2 separate regions of the Zea mays genome follow, and region 2 is linked to region 1. A link is a contact called in public Hi-C data. All regions are on one chromosome and are shown on one strand. Each heading gives the region's core, a stretch centred on a gene start, on an enhancer-like site or on the middle of the called end of the contact. The rest is flanking DNA. Distances are from core to core; before and after follow the strand shown. Region 1 holds the start of LOC100272497 (KH domain-containing protein SPIN1). Region 2 has its middle 34 kb from the start of LOC100280247.

The links. Hi-C and Micro-C count contacts between places; a contact is called where the count stands out from the background.
Region 2: a contact with region 1 is called in a Hi-C map of tassel, with 2.6 times the contacts expected there. The contact joins the enhancer-like site here to the promoter of LOC100272497 in region 1.

What each region holds. Positions count from the first base shown.
Region 1 is chr2:163,361,653-163,368,158 of Zm-B73-REFERENCE-NAM-5.0, forward strand. LOC100272497 (KH domain-containing protein SPIN1) reads right to left here and starts at 2,768. Exons shown (of 7, transcript NM_001146966.1): 1 at 2,645-2,768; 2 at 2,413-2,501; 3 at 1,575-1,726; 4 at 1,085-1,204; 5 at 893-1,009. The coding sequence starts at 2,724.
Region 2 is chr2:163,494,687-163,501,192 of Zm-B73-REFERENCE-NAM-5.0, forward strand. No RefSeq gene overlaps it. Among protein-coding and RNA genes, the nearest start is that of LOC100280247, 34 kb to the left of the region's middle. Within about 2 kb of position 2,700, at least 17 of the 20 cell types and tissues checked have an H3K27ac peak or open chromatin away from gene starts, as enhancers often do. A contact at or near this core is called in tassel, where this site is marked.

The DNA.
Region 1 (6,506 bases), core at 1,518-4,017:
TCATCTCAACTCAATGCTATCAATCAAAAGGCAAATATCGAAACCATGGAAAAAGAAATAAAAAATTCCATTATCACTAAAGAATCCTAAATTTTACATTTGGACATGGTAAGCAACAACAAAAAAACGCCATTGCAAATGAAATTATGGACTTCTCGTTTTTGCCTCAATTCATTGAAGCTCTATGTTATAAACAATTTAGATTTAATGGCCACGAGAAAACAATAAGTGTATAACTGAAACACTATATGGTTTGAATTTGTGCCATAAAACAAAAATGGACAAACTAATGATTCTTTGATAGAAGGATAGAGAAAGAAATGGAGAGTGCAAAAAATGGCAAAATTCCTCCAAAATTTTCCCTAAGATAAGTGGCCTACTGCTATTAGTCAGCATAATACTGCTCTTTCTCAGGGTCCCATGAGCATGAAGGTATCTGGATCTTGAGCAGGACATTATGTCACTCTGTCCCAACTGCCAAGCCAACAAGATCTAATAAAATATATAGCAAGTGCTGCCTAAGTAAGCATTCATTTATTTATTTTTATTCAAAAGTTGGTCCAAAATTGTGTAGGCCCTTAACTCCTTATACCCTTTTTAGTTAACATTTAACCGTAAAGGGGGGAAAAGGCTTAGATCGTATTTTCTGATCATGAATACCGATGTCTAATCTATGTCAGAAATGACAAGCAAGACTAGGTAAACAACGCTAGTACAAGCAATCAGCCAAGAAAACCGAAGTGGCATGCAGTTCGTAGAGTTTCTTGACAGACAATACATTAATAGAGAAGCTCATTCACCTATCTAGCTATAAAACCTTGCTAAACTTAAGATATCATAAGTACACAAACATATAAGTGGGGTGCAATTAAGCAATACAATATTTGGTTACCTTTTCTGTATCTTTGACGGAACCCTTCCCTCTAATAAAAACACGGCAGCCAGTTGATGATTCAACTCGCTTTAGAGAATTACCCCTTGGCCCTAGAATGCGTCCCACAAAGTTGAACTACAGAAAAAAAAATAGAACTAAAATATCATTTAATACTGAAGGATAAATTGCACATGTTTTGGAAGGCAGTACATTAGGGTAAGAGTCGACGGGAACTTCCAAGCGCATGATCTTCTTGACAATATAAGAGCCAGGGCTCGGTGGTGCTCCTTGCCAGTCCATACTTGTTCCAGGAGGAGGAAAGCCCAATCTCTGTTATATTAAACGTACCCATTACAATATATGGCATAGACATACCCTCTAGGACTTAAGTATCTTCACTACAGAACATTATAAGGCCTGCAGTCTAGTGGTTGTAGTGCCTTAGTAGCATCCAGCAGGCCTGGGTCCACTCCCTGTGGGAGCAGATTCTCTGGGCTTGGATAAAAAAAACTTGCCACTACACAGTGAAATACATGGTCCAGTGCAACACCCTGGAGAGGTCTTCCCCAAGGCTGAGTTTTTTTTTCTTTATTACATTTTATAGAGCATTATATCCATGATTTTGTCCCTGCTATCAAAATGTTAAAAGAAACATGTTAACAAAAGGAAGCTTATTTCAGCGATTAATATTTACGCCTACCTCTTGGTGCATCCCATTCCAAGGACCAAAACCATTTCCATGTAGATTAGGCCGGACAATCGGTGAAGACATAGGGCTAGGACTTCTAAACCGGCGTCTGTCAAGATCACTAAATCCATGGTCATGAACCATGCTTGACACCCGCATGATTTCTATGTGACACAAATAACGGAAGAAAAGAAAAATAGCAGAGTTAGTAGTCAGAAAAGAAGAAATAATAAGTTGGTTTAACATAGGTGTCATAATAGCACCACGCATAAAAAAGGATAAGAAACATCTCAAATAATAGGTTATAGATAGCAGAGTGTGTAGCCCTGCAGATGGTTTCCTCAAATGGAAAAAATAGTATTTTTATTAAACATGATAATAATCAATATGCAATGCAGTTCAACTAAGTTGTCATTTTACTCTGCATAATGCAAGACATGAGGATGGAATGAACAACTGATTGCATCCCTTATATAAACATCCCCTGATCAATGGGGCCCTAAGCTGTTTTCAGTCATCTTGATCACTGATGGTGGATAAACTAGTATGAACTAAGAACTCATTACCAAACCTGGTAGCAAGAGAATCAAAACAATCCGCTATATCACCTAAAGGCCAAACCCAATCCCGAATCAGGGACAATAAGACAAATCAGATGGCGGCTTGGTAACTCTACCAAGCGCCCCAGCATATAACCTGCCGAAAAAGATCGGCAGCCATCCGAGCATTGAAGCCGGGCATTTCCCCAGTCCCGATTGCAGAGGAACCCCCTCTGAGGCGAAAGGGCACGAGATTTTCCACCAATCGGCAAGCAACAGTGAGCAAGCGAGGGATTAAAAAATGAACTCACCTTGGTTGAGCAGCCGGCTGCATATCGGCAGCACCTGCATGAATGGCCCCAACTTCTGGTGCTCGGCGAGAAGCTCGGCCAAGTACTGGCTGCGGAGGAAGCAAGCAGGGACGGTACCGTCAGCGCACCGCCCCAATCAATCGTGGGGAGAGGGAAGGAAGCGCGGAAACGGAGCAATCGTTGGATCTTGGATCAAATATTAGCAGCAAGTAATCCGATGAGAAATTAGTACCTATCAGCGTCGGGGTTGCTCCTAATCTGGGGGGAGAGGGTTCTTGCAGGGGAGAAGCCCTGGTTGTAGAGGCCTGACATGGTGGCGGCTGGGTGAGAGACAGCGAGAGAGCTCGGAAAGAGAGTGTGTGTTTTTCTCTTTTCCTTCCGGCGGAAGAAGGGTGATGATAGAGAGAGAGGGGGAGGAGTGAGGACCCACTCCCAGGTCCCAGCCCACACAACAAGGAGAAAAACAAACAGAAAAATATGTACGAGGTTGCATTCTGTTTTTCTTGGTGCTATTTTCGCGCAGATTAGGCTGTATGGTCATACAAAATATTATCTTATACTGTAAATAATACTCCCTCTAGTTTAAAATATAAGTCACTTTAAGATTATTAGAGAGTCAAAGTTTTTAAAGTTTGACCAAAAACATAGCGAGAATCATAAAGATTTATGACACGAATTCCAGCGGAAGAAGGGTGATGATAGAGAGAGGGGAGGAGTGAGGACCCACTCCCAGGTCCCAGCCCACACAACAAGGAGAAAAACGAACAGAAAAATATGTATGAGGTTGCATTCTGTTTCTCTTGGTGCTATTTTCGCGCAGATTAGGTTGTATGGTCATACAAAATATTATCTTATACTGTAAATAATACTCCCTCCAGTTTAAAATATAAGTCACTTTAAGATTCTTAGAGAGTCAAAGTTTTTAAAGTTTGACCAAAAGCATAGCGAGAATCATAAAGATTTATGACACGAAATAAATATAATATGAAAATATATCTAATAGAGAATCTAATGGTACACATTTGATATCGTAAATGTTATTATTTCATTATATAAATTTGATCAAATTTGAAAAACTTTGACTCTCCAAGAATCTTGGAATAACTTATATTCTAGAATAGAGGGAGTATTATTTATACACTAAAGTTTAATATAGGAGGTGAGATAAAAAATAAAATAGGAGAGCTATTGAAGATAGCCTTGACGTCCCTCATATCCACCCTTGTTGGCATGAGCCGACCTACTCACCTACACCCCTTCGAATAAGGGAGCGATAAGACCATCTTCAACCATTCTCATATATTTTTCTTTCTATATGTACTTTCTATTATATTTTACAACATCTACCTCAAAAATACACCCCACCTATATGATGTCTCCGGCCATTCCCCCTATTCAGCTCCCTCTATACACTATAACGTTGTTATTTAATATTTTTCATTAATTTTTTATGTTTAAAAAATCATATACTGTTCTTGTTAGAGACTTGTTCTCAAATGCTATGAATTAAGAACAAGGCAACACAAAAATAGGTTAATGGTTAATGTCATTCGTCCTTCGAAGCATTATTTCCCTTAAGATATAACGATCTTCGGACAAAGGTCATGAAGGATGTACCTTCATGATTACAGTATATGTTAATGGAAGAAGAAGAAGCATATGAAACATGAGAAATAACATGAATAATCATATGACATCATAAATATATCTTTATTATATCATCAAAGATGAATAAGAACAATATTGAATTACATTTGTACCTTCGGCTTGACAGAAGGCAAGGATCCAAGTGTGACGCACGAGTGAATACAAGTCAGCGTGAATAGTACGGGGGTACTGTTCACCTATTTATAGGCACGGGACGCAGCTCGGTCAAAATTACATTTATGTCCTTGTCAACTAGTTACAATCATGACACGAACTATCGTGGACCGATTAGTCTTCTCCTCTTTAAGTCGGTGCAACCCTTCGTCTCAAGGCATGTCGTTATGCCGAAGCTTCCTAAATGGTAGCTTCGGCGTGTATCTTCGCACTGTATTTGCTTATGTGCTGATCTTCCGAAGGTGTTTCTTCTTAAAGGACCTTTGGCGACGAAGCAGACCCTCAACAGTAGCCCCTTCGCGGTGCTAGATTGTTTTTCGTAACGAGCTTGATCCGTGAAAAATCTTCAAAGCTTCGGAATGCTGAAGGTACGAAAAACACCTTCCCTGAGCTCGTTGCCGAGAAACGATTAAATTATTCCGGGCGCGAGGTGGCCCACCATGCAGCGGGTAATGGTCCACCGTTCAGCGGGTGCGGGTGACTGTTCGGCGGGTGCGGGCGACTTGGCGATTCACCTTCCCACCTGCAGCACTATATAAACAGACGGGTAGGTGTGAAGTTACCACAACATTCATTGCCATTGCACTGTTGTGCTGTTGAAAAATTCAACCATAGCCGAAGCTTTTTCACTGCATTCTCGAGTGAACCATCTCTTTTGAATTAGCTTCGGCAAAAGAAAGAGCTTCGTCAAAACTGTAAAAATCATTAGCTTCGTAAAAACCGCAAAGGATTCATCATCATATGGCGAGAGTACGCTCGACTGCGAGGGTGACCCGTGAAGGGGAGGAGACTGAAGCCACTGAGACAGCTCCGATCTCCGAAGTCATGAGACAATCGGGATTAGTTGTGACAGAGGGAGCCATTGAAGAAGGTGCACCTGCTGCCCAAGCTGAACAAGTTGATGTTGAGGAAGAAAACGCTGATGAAGGAGAAGAGGATTATAGCATTCTGATCCCGTCAAAACTTAGCCACTTGGATTTTGAAAAATCTACTATGTCTGAAGCCGACATGCCCATGATGATAAAGTTGGGTTACTTTGGAGAAGCTGAAAAGAAGCTTATTCGTTTTGCCGGAGAAGAAACCACTCCAAAGCCGAAAGATGACGAAGTGGTGGTTTTCAAGAGCTTTTTCAGAGCAGGATTGCGGTTTCCCTTGAACGAGATGATTGGGGAAGTTTTGGATAATTTTGAGATTTTTCTTCATCAGCTAACTCCTAACGCCATCGTTCGGCTCAGCATCTCCATCTGGGCCCTTCGAAGCCAAGGGATGGACCCAAATGCTGAAGCTTTTTGCCGAGTGCACGAGCTGCATTACCAAACAAAGGCCAGAGAAGACAGGCTACATGAAAATTTTGGTTGTTATAACTTCGCGTATCGCAAGGATACGAAGGCTCCGGTCCTCAGCTATCGGACCAAGTGGCCAACTGGATGGAAGAGTGAGTGGTTCTATATCAAGGCTGATGAGAAGAAGAGGGAGAAGTTGAAGACGATGGTCATGAGCCCATTGAGTTTAAGCTTCGGGATGACCAGACCCTTGTGCAATATGAAGCCAGGGTCACCATGCTAGCTAGCCGTGGCAGAATTCAGAGTGGTGGCTGAACATAACAGCACCAGGGATCTAGTACAAGAATACTTGGCCTACAGGGTATCTCCAACGTTGAGTGAATGGAGTATGTCGAAGCTGAAGGGAACAAGGAAGAAGAATGAACTGGTTCGATTGCCCTATCGCTTCAAGTTTGAGAAACAATTCAAAGAGCCTTGCCAAGAGTGGCTATAAATGATTGATACTATGTGCAACGTAGTTTTGGGCAATTATACTAAAACAGAAGATCAACTGATGACTGTAGCCTTCGGCACCGGACCAAAACGAAGGTTGAATCGGGTAATGGACGCTTTAAACTTTGAATACCCTGATTATGAACAACTAAGCAAGGGTGCCGAAGGGCCAAAGAGAAAAAAGGGTTGTCAGTATTCTGAGCAGACATGCTGCTAGGATGGTGAAAGAGGATGAAGAAGCTCTAAAAAAGAGAAAATACAGTCCTGAGCCGAGGGTGGCGACTTCTAAGAAGAGAAGGGCTGCAACTCTGGAGCCAAAAGCAGCTGAGATAGAAGAGGAAACTCCTTCAACGCCTTCTGTTGCTGAAGTAGAAGAAATTTTAAAGGTAATGACCGAATCCTTACCTATCAAGCTGCTAAGTCCTTTGGGACCGCAACTGACGAAGCTTTTACAGAAGAAGGACGAGCCTTCGGCAGCGAAAAAGGCGGTTGGGCCAA
Region 2 (6,506 bases), core at 1,450-3,949, 130 kb after region 1:
CGCAGGCCTAGGCACGGCCGTCCCGGCTCGTGCGCGGGCGCGGCGGCCCCGATCGCGTCGGCGCTCGACGCCACGGGCCCAGCCCCCGGCCGCCTACTTCCGTGGCCCTCAGCGGTACGGCTTCCGGCGAGGGCTCGGCCCCGGTGGGCGCGCGTGGCCGATGGAGGCGCACTACCCCGCCGATGGCGCGGGCGCGCAGTCGCCGAGCTAGCATCCAGCACGGGCGCGGCGGGTGAGACCCTCGGCCAGAGCGCGGCGTGGCGGTCCCAGCATCATGTCTTGAAAGAACGATGCAGCAGGAATTTTCTTGTCTTGTATAGAAAAGAAATGCTTACGGTTCTTGATTGAAGACCATGATGAGACATTCAACACTTCAGTTTGAAGTGGAAGATTGTACGCCACACTCCATTGCAACATCCGTTGCTCCTGAGAAAAAAATTGCTGCCCTCGTGACGATGGTCGCCGGCCTGGTCGGTTCTTCTCTCACTTGTCTTCCCCTCTCGAATCCTTTTTTTCTGAGTACATGAACACTCGATGTCCAGTAGCAGCAGTGTCCCGATGCCGAGCGTCATCACCGTAGAGGAGAACCGCCAGCACGCCATCGCCGCTAACACCAACCGCTCGGTGGAGAGAGGAGCACAGTAAAAACGAGACACAGTAATGTAGAGAGAAAGTGACAGTTGTATTGATTTCATGAAATGTGTATATATATACATAGTAAAGAGACACGACGAAGGGTCGAAGGTTTTCTAACAGAGTCATACATCTATCGGCTCCACTTGCACCCAAGGTCCAGTAGGCTGGCCAGATGGAACCGACAGAGAGTGCACAGGTAGGAGGGCGTTTGGTTTTCAAGGATACTCAGAATCTGGCTTGCAGGTTTCACGTAACGGAACAAAACAACACGTACTTCCACCAGGGTAGGCACAAGAGATCCTGCCCCACCACCACCAGGCTGCCGCGCCCGGCCGCCTTTTCTTCCGCACCTGCCTGCCGTGGACCGAAAGGCTGGACGATCGAGCGCGCGCAGGCCGAATTTTTTGTTTTTGAGTCCTTTTTGTGTCAAAAATTTCCAATTAGACCCCCAGAAAACTTAAATGCAATTTTGGACCCATTTCTCGGCGCCATGAGCTATGGCGCCGAGTTTACACATCTCGGCGCCATAGATCTTGGCGCCGAGCTACCTGCCACGCTGTCGTCCACGAGCTGACGCGGCGTCGACGTGGCATCGAGCTCGGCGCCAAGATCTATGGCGCCGAGCTCGAATATATAACCACAAAGCTTGTCTAGCTCAGTTGGCAAAGCGCAAGGCTCTTAACCTTAAGGTCGTGGGTTCGAGCCCCACCGTGAACATATTTTTTTGTCTTTGTCACTGATTTGTTTTTTATTGTCCAGATTTTTTTGTTTATGCCGCTGATTTGTCCGTGCGTTCAATATTTTTTGTCTTTGTTACTGATTTATTTTTTATTGTCCAGATTTTTTTTGTTTATGCCGCTGATTTGTTCGTGCTTTTTAATTCGATGCTTCCCGCCTCAGACTCCACTAATTGGTGCACTAGCTAGCTACGTACTAGTGTATTATTTGTAAGCTAGATGTTCATCCTTTTCCCTCCCTTTTGAATTGAATGAATTCTGATGAACTACTGCTGCAAAACTAGACCATCACTGATCGGTTGATAGCTCTTCCATTCCATCAACTAGTTAGTAGCATCACTCTCCATCCGATCCATGCATATCCATCGGTGTACTATGCACATGCATGATTTGTGTGTTAGCCCTGCAGTGTCGTCGATCCATGCATCCGGAGAAAAAAAAACTAATAATTAAGGTTTCTGCAGCCAGCCAGTGCAGATGAGTAAGTATGCATGACGACAGAGACACAACACATAATCTAGGAACTGCAGAAAAAAATGTGACAAAGACAAAAAAATATTGAACGCACGGACAAATCAGCGGCATAAACGAAAAAATCTGGACAATAAAAAAACAAATCAGTGACAAAGACAAAAAAATATGTTCACGGTGGGGCTCGAACCCACGACCTTAAGGTTAAGAGCCTTGCGCTCTGCCAACTAAGCTAGACAAGCTTTGTGGTTATATATTCGAGCTCGGCGCCATAGATCTTGGCGCCGAGCTCGGTGCCACGTCGACGCCGCGTCAGCTCGTGGACGACAGCGCGGCAGGTAGCTCGGCGCCAAGATCTATGGCGCCGAGATGTGTAAACTCAGCGCCATAGCCAATGGCGCCGAGAAATGGGTCCAAAATTGCATTTAAATTTTCTGGGGGTCTAATTGGAAATTTTTAACACAAAAAGGACTCAAAAACAAAAAATTCGGGCGCGCAGGTGCAGAGTCTCCGACGCCCGCCCCGCCTCAGTCGTCAAAGTCAGAGCGCAACCACCCCACGGCTGCGGCAGCATGTGAACTGGTGGTGGGTCTGCTCGATCGCGTCGGGTTGCAAAACGATCAGTGTGAGATGGCAGCGCCAGCTTGATGGATTGCTTTGCTTCCCTCCTTGGCTCCTTGATCGGAAACAACACGTGCTACTACCAAACTCGCTGGAAGCTTGCTTGCGTCCCACGGAAACAACACGTGCGCGCGCGTCGACCGCCACGTTCCAGATTTCACGACCGGCCGACCGGGCCACGGCGCCACGCGTACGTGTCGGCCAGCCGGGTGGGCGGGTGGCAACCTGGGTCAGGTCAGGTCCACTGGACTCGGGAACACCCCGCAGCGACGTGGTGGGACTGTAGCTACTGACGGACGGAGTCGGACTGCCGGTGCAATGCGCCGGACCAGGACTCGTAGGACGCGCGCGCCTCATGCTGCGCTGTCAGTATGTCAATGCAGGTGTCATCGGGATTAGGATTTCGCGAAAGCTCTCGTCTATAAAGTTCTAAAATCTATTTTTTTTTACTATACTCCTACTCTTCAGGCACATATTTTCACTAATGGCTTCCGGCGGCGTAAAGAGCCAGTGAAAAAGTATCAACTACCCGTGTAAATGTTTTTTTTTACAATGGCTGACGGTTTTGTTTACAAAAAAACTATTTATGCAAATATATTTTCACATACGGTATTTAAAAAAACTATTTATGCAACTGCTGTCTCTGGAGAAACACTTTTCAGAGACGGTATAGTACCACAAAGATATTTTGAAAATTTTATTTTTTTGCTATCGTATTACTACTAAATATTAGCTGATCATAATCAACTATAGTAACATACATAAATATAGTCACATATAATTATATATTGTCTATATGATACAATAATATTTACTTGATTCTATCACAGTCACTAGTCCAAGTAGGAACGGAAAAATTCTATGTGGGGGCGGGGGGCCGTGGGAATCCGACCTGTTTGGGACAGGCACATGGACGGTTTCTCTCCCACGGGACTAACGGGGTGTTAGTCATCTGCCAAAGCTCCTACAAGAAACCACAACAAGCAACATGATTTATATTATAAAGTTGTTAGTTATTTTAAATTTATTTTTGTCTTGTTGTCTTTAAATAATGATATATTTTTATTTTTTTATCATGGAATAAGTATTTTTTTTTGTGTTACGATGTGGGGCCCTAAATGGGAAACGGGAATCCACAGGGATGAGGATAGAGATGAGTTTGTCCTTGTTAAGCTAAACATGACAGGGACAAGGAATGGGTTTTTGGGAACTAGGCGGGTACAATGGGCTGGTCCCCGTCCCCTTCTCGCCTCATTGCCATCTCTAAATCTATGTATATACATCAACCATACACACACAGATTATTCATCATCCAATGTGATGGACCCCTAGATCAAAAGGTCTAATTGGACCAATCCACCATTGAACCAACCACACGAGGAAATTAAGTGGACCAGGGACCAGTCGAACAGGAACTAAAATGGACTCACACGTGTTAAACGGGTTGATTCGCCTGCCGCCCTTAGCGCGCAACAATAAATATTTATCCATTTAAGGTTTACTTCCACGTACAGTAGTAACAAAAACTAGTCATTCAAGGTGTACTTCAACTATTCAATGTTTACTTCAACCATTTAAGGTTTACTAAAACGTACAACAAAAATAATTATTCAACCATTCAAGGTTTACTTCACACATTCATCGTTTTTAAAATTTTACGGAAGAAATATTCAACAATTCAAGGCTTACTTCAGACATTCAGAAATAAACATTGAGCAATTCAAGGTGATGAGTTGAGGATCGACGACGCACTACGGGGCGTATCACGCAGTGCTTTTGGGAGGATGGCGATGTCGATCACAGTTTGATGGTTCATGCAGGGCACGGCGGAACACAATGAATTATACAAGTTTGGGCCACCATGGGGCGTAATACCATATATTTTGTGGGTTTCTGGAGGTTGTATTGCTCTGAGTTTGACGGTTTACAAGGGATTGCTGAAGGTAGGAAATGAAGGTCCTCTTGTGACCTAGCGAGGTCTAACCCTTTTGTAGGGGTACCACTCAGCCTTATATAGCCAGCCAAGGAGATGTCCCAATACAGATCAAAACATTCATGCGAGTCTATCCACTACCTGCTACAATTGCGTTGAATCTTCCGGTCGCACGTTGGCCTCTCCCGCAAAGCTCGCACCCACCTTGCATGAGGCCGAGTCATGCAACATTGAGTTGGCCTTATTGCTCACGCGTGGGAGTCTAAGCCAGCTTCAGTTACCTCCTGCCGAGGCCCACGATGTGTCCCTTAGAGCCTTATTGGGGGCCTTCTAGGTGGCCTATGAAGTGGGTTTGTGTCTTGATGACCCAAGGGGTATCTATCCCCCACAAGCCACCAAGGCTCAAGCCAATTTTGGCATAATTGGCTCGAGACTCTTAAAAATGAATCCGGAGTTGAAAAAATATTTTTACTAAAGGGATGCTTAGGAGTTTGCTTTCATGGGCCTGGATCCCCCTGAGCAGGACTTGGGACGTTAGACCTAGACCCACGCATGGATATGTCCAGGGCCGCCACGTGTCCCAAAGGGGGAGACGCTCGAAAGATGCACTCGCGAGTCCAGACCCCTCGACAGGACTAATGACGTCAGACCTGGACCCTCGTAGCGACAAGTCTAGGCCCGCCATGTGTCCTAAGGGGAGACGCTCGGGAGCTGCACCCGCGAGTCCAGACCACCTCTACGGGACTGATGACGTTAGACCCAAACCTACATAGGGATAGGTCCGGGGCCACCACGTATCCCAAGGGGGATACGCTCGGGAGTTGCGCCCGCGAGTCCGGACCCCCTGTACGGGACTGATGACGTCAGACCCGAACTCGCACAGAGATAGGTCCGAGGCCGCCACGTGTCCTAGAGGGGGAGACGCTCAAGAGCTGCGCCCGCGAGTTCGGACCCCCTCGATAGGACTGATGACGCCAGATGTGGCGACCTGACCAGATTTATAAGAGATCAAGTGTGCAAACCACTTGCCACACAGTGATTACCTCACACTTGAGCCCATATAAACCTAGGGTCTAGCAAAATCGTGAAGGATTTCAAAACTTTTCCTTCGCAACCAAGATCGTAATGAACTGACAATCGCTGCATCAAGTGTTACAACATTCCACAGAGTTTTTAACATAGATCAGAGTATATAGAGTTATTACAACAAGGGAGGCACACAGGCCACAAATAACTCCAAGTAGCATCACCGAAGTGATAAGTTTTTGTGAAAGCATTTATTGAACTAGTACCCACAACACCTGTAGGGTTTGATGAAACTGTGCTAAGATTAGGATGTCAACCCACCAAAAGCATGAGACGAGAATCAGAAAAGCCTACCCTGGGCTTAGTCATCTCCCGTAGCTGGGTATAAGCAGTGCTCACAGTACCTGTAGTACATCTGACCATCTACAACAAATCATTGGGAATAGCACCCTAAGTACTAAAATGTACTCAGCTAGAGTGACCCGTCCAAAACTAGAAAATAAGAAAGTGAAAGACTCCAAAGAGTATGCAAGGCTATATCTGGAGTGGCTCTTTGCTTTTCAAGAGTAACAGGAGTTAAAGAGGTTCTTAATAACTTGAGGGGGCATTTATAAATTTAATTACTCCATTTTAGCAGGTTAGGATTAATACCTACTTTGCTGCGAACTAAGTTTTGCACCTGATTTTCTAAGTGATCCATACCCCACTTGAAGTATATCTAGTTACCCATTTAGAGAATAACCAAGTTGAGAGTGTTGAATCAAGTCATCACATCAACTATCCTATCCCTTAGGCATAACTGGAATTAACACCCTTTCTTATCCATTCAACAAATCTTAAGATGTAGTTCTTACTACGATGAGATAGCTCAGGTCAAGTGCTCACTATCCAGAAGCGATGGCGATTCGAATCGTTTCCTAACTAGCTGGTGGGTACTCCTATCACAAATCGTACCCACAGTACTTTGTGAGATACAATCACCACTGCACACATTCCAGTAGTAGCCTTGCTGCACATCTTGGATTCCACAGGGGTCACCATACCCAGGGACCGCCCGACTACCAGAGTGTTAGGGCGTACCA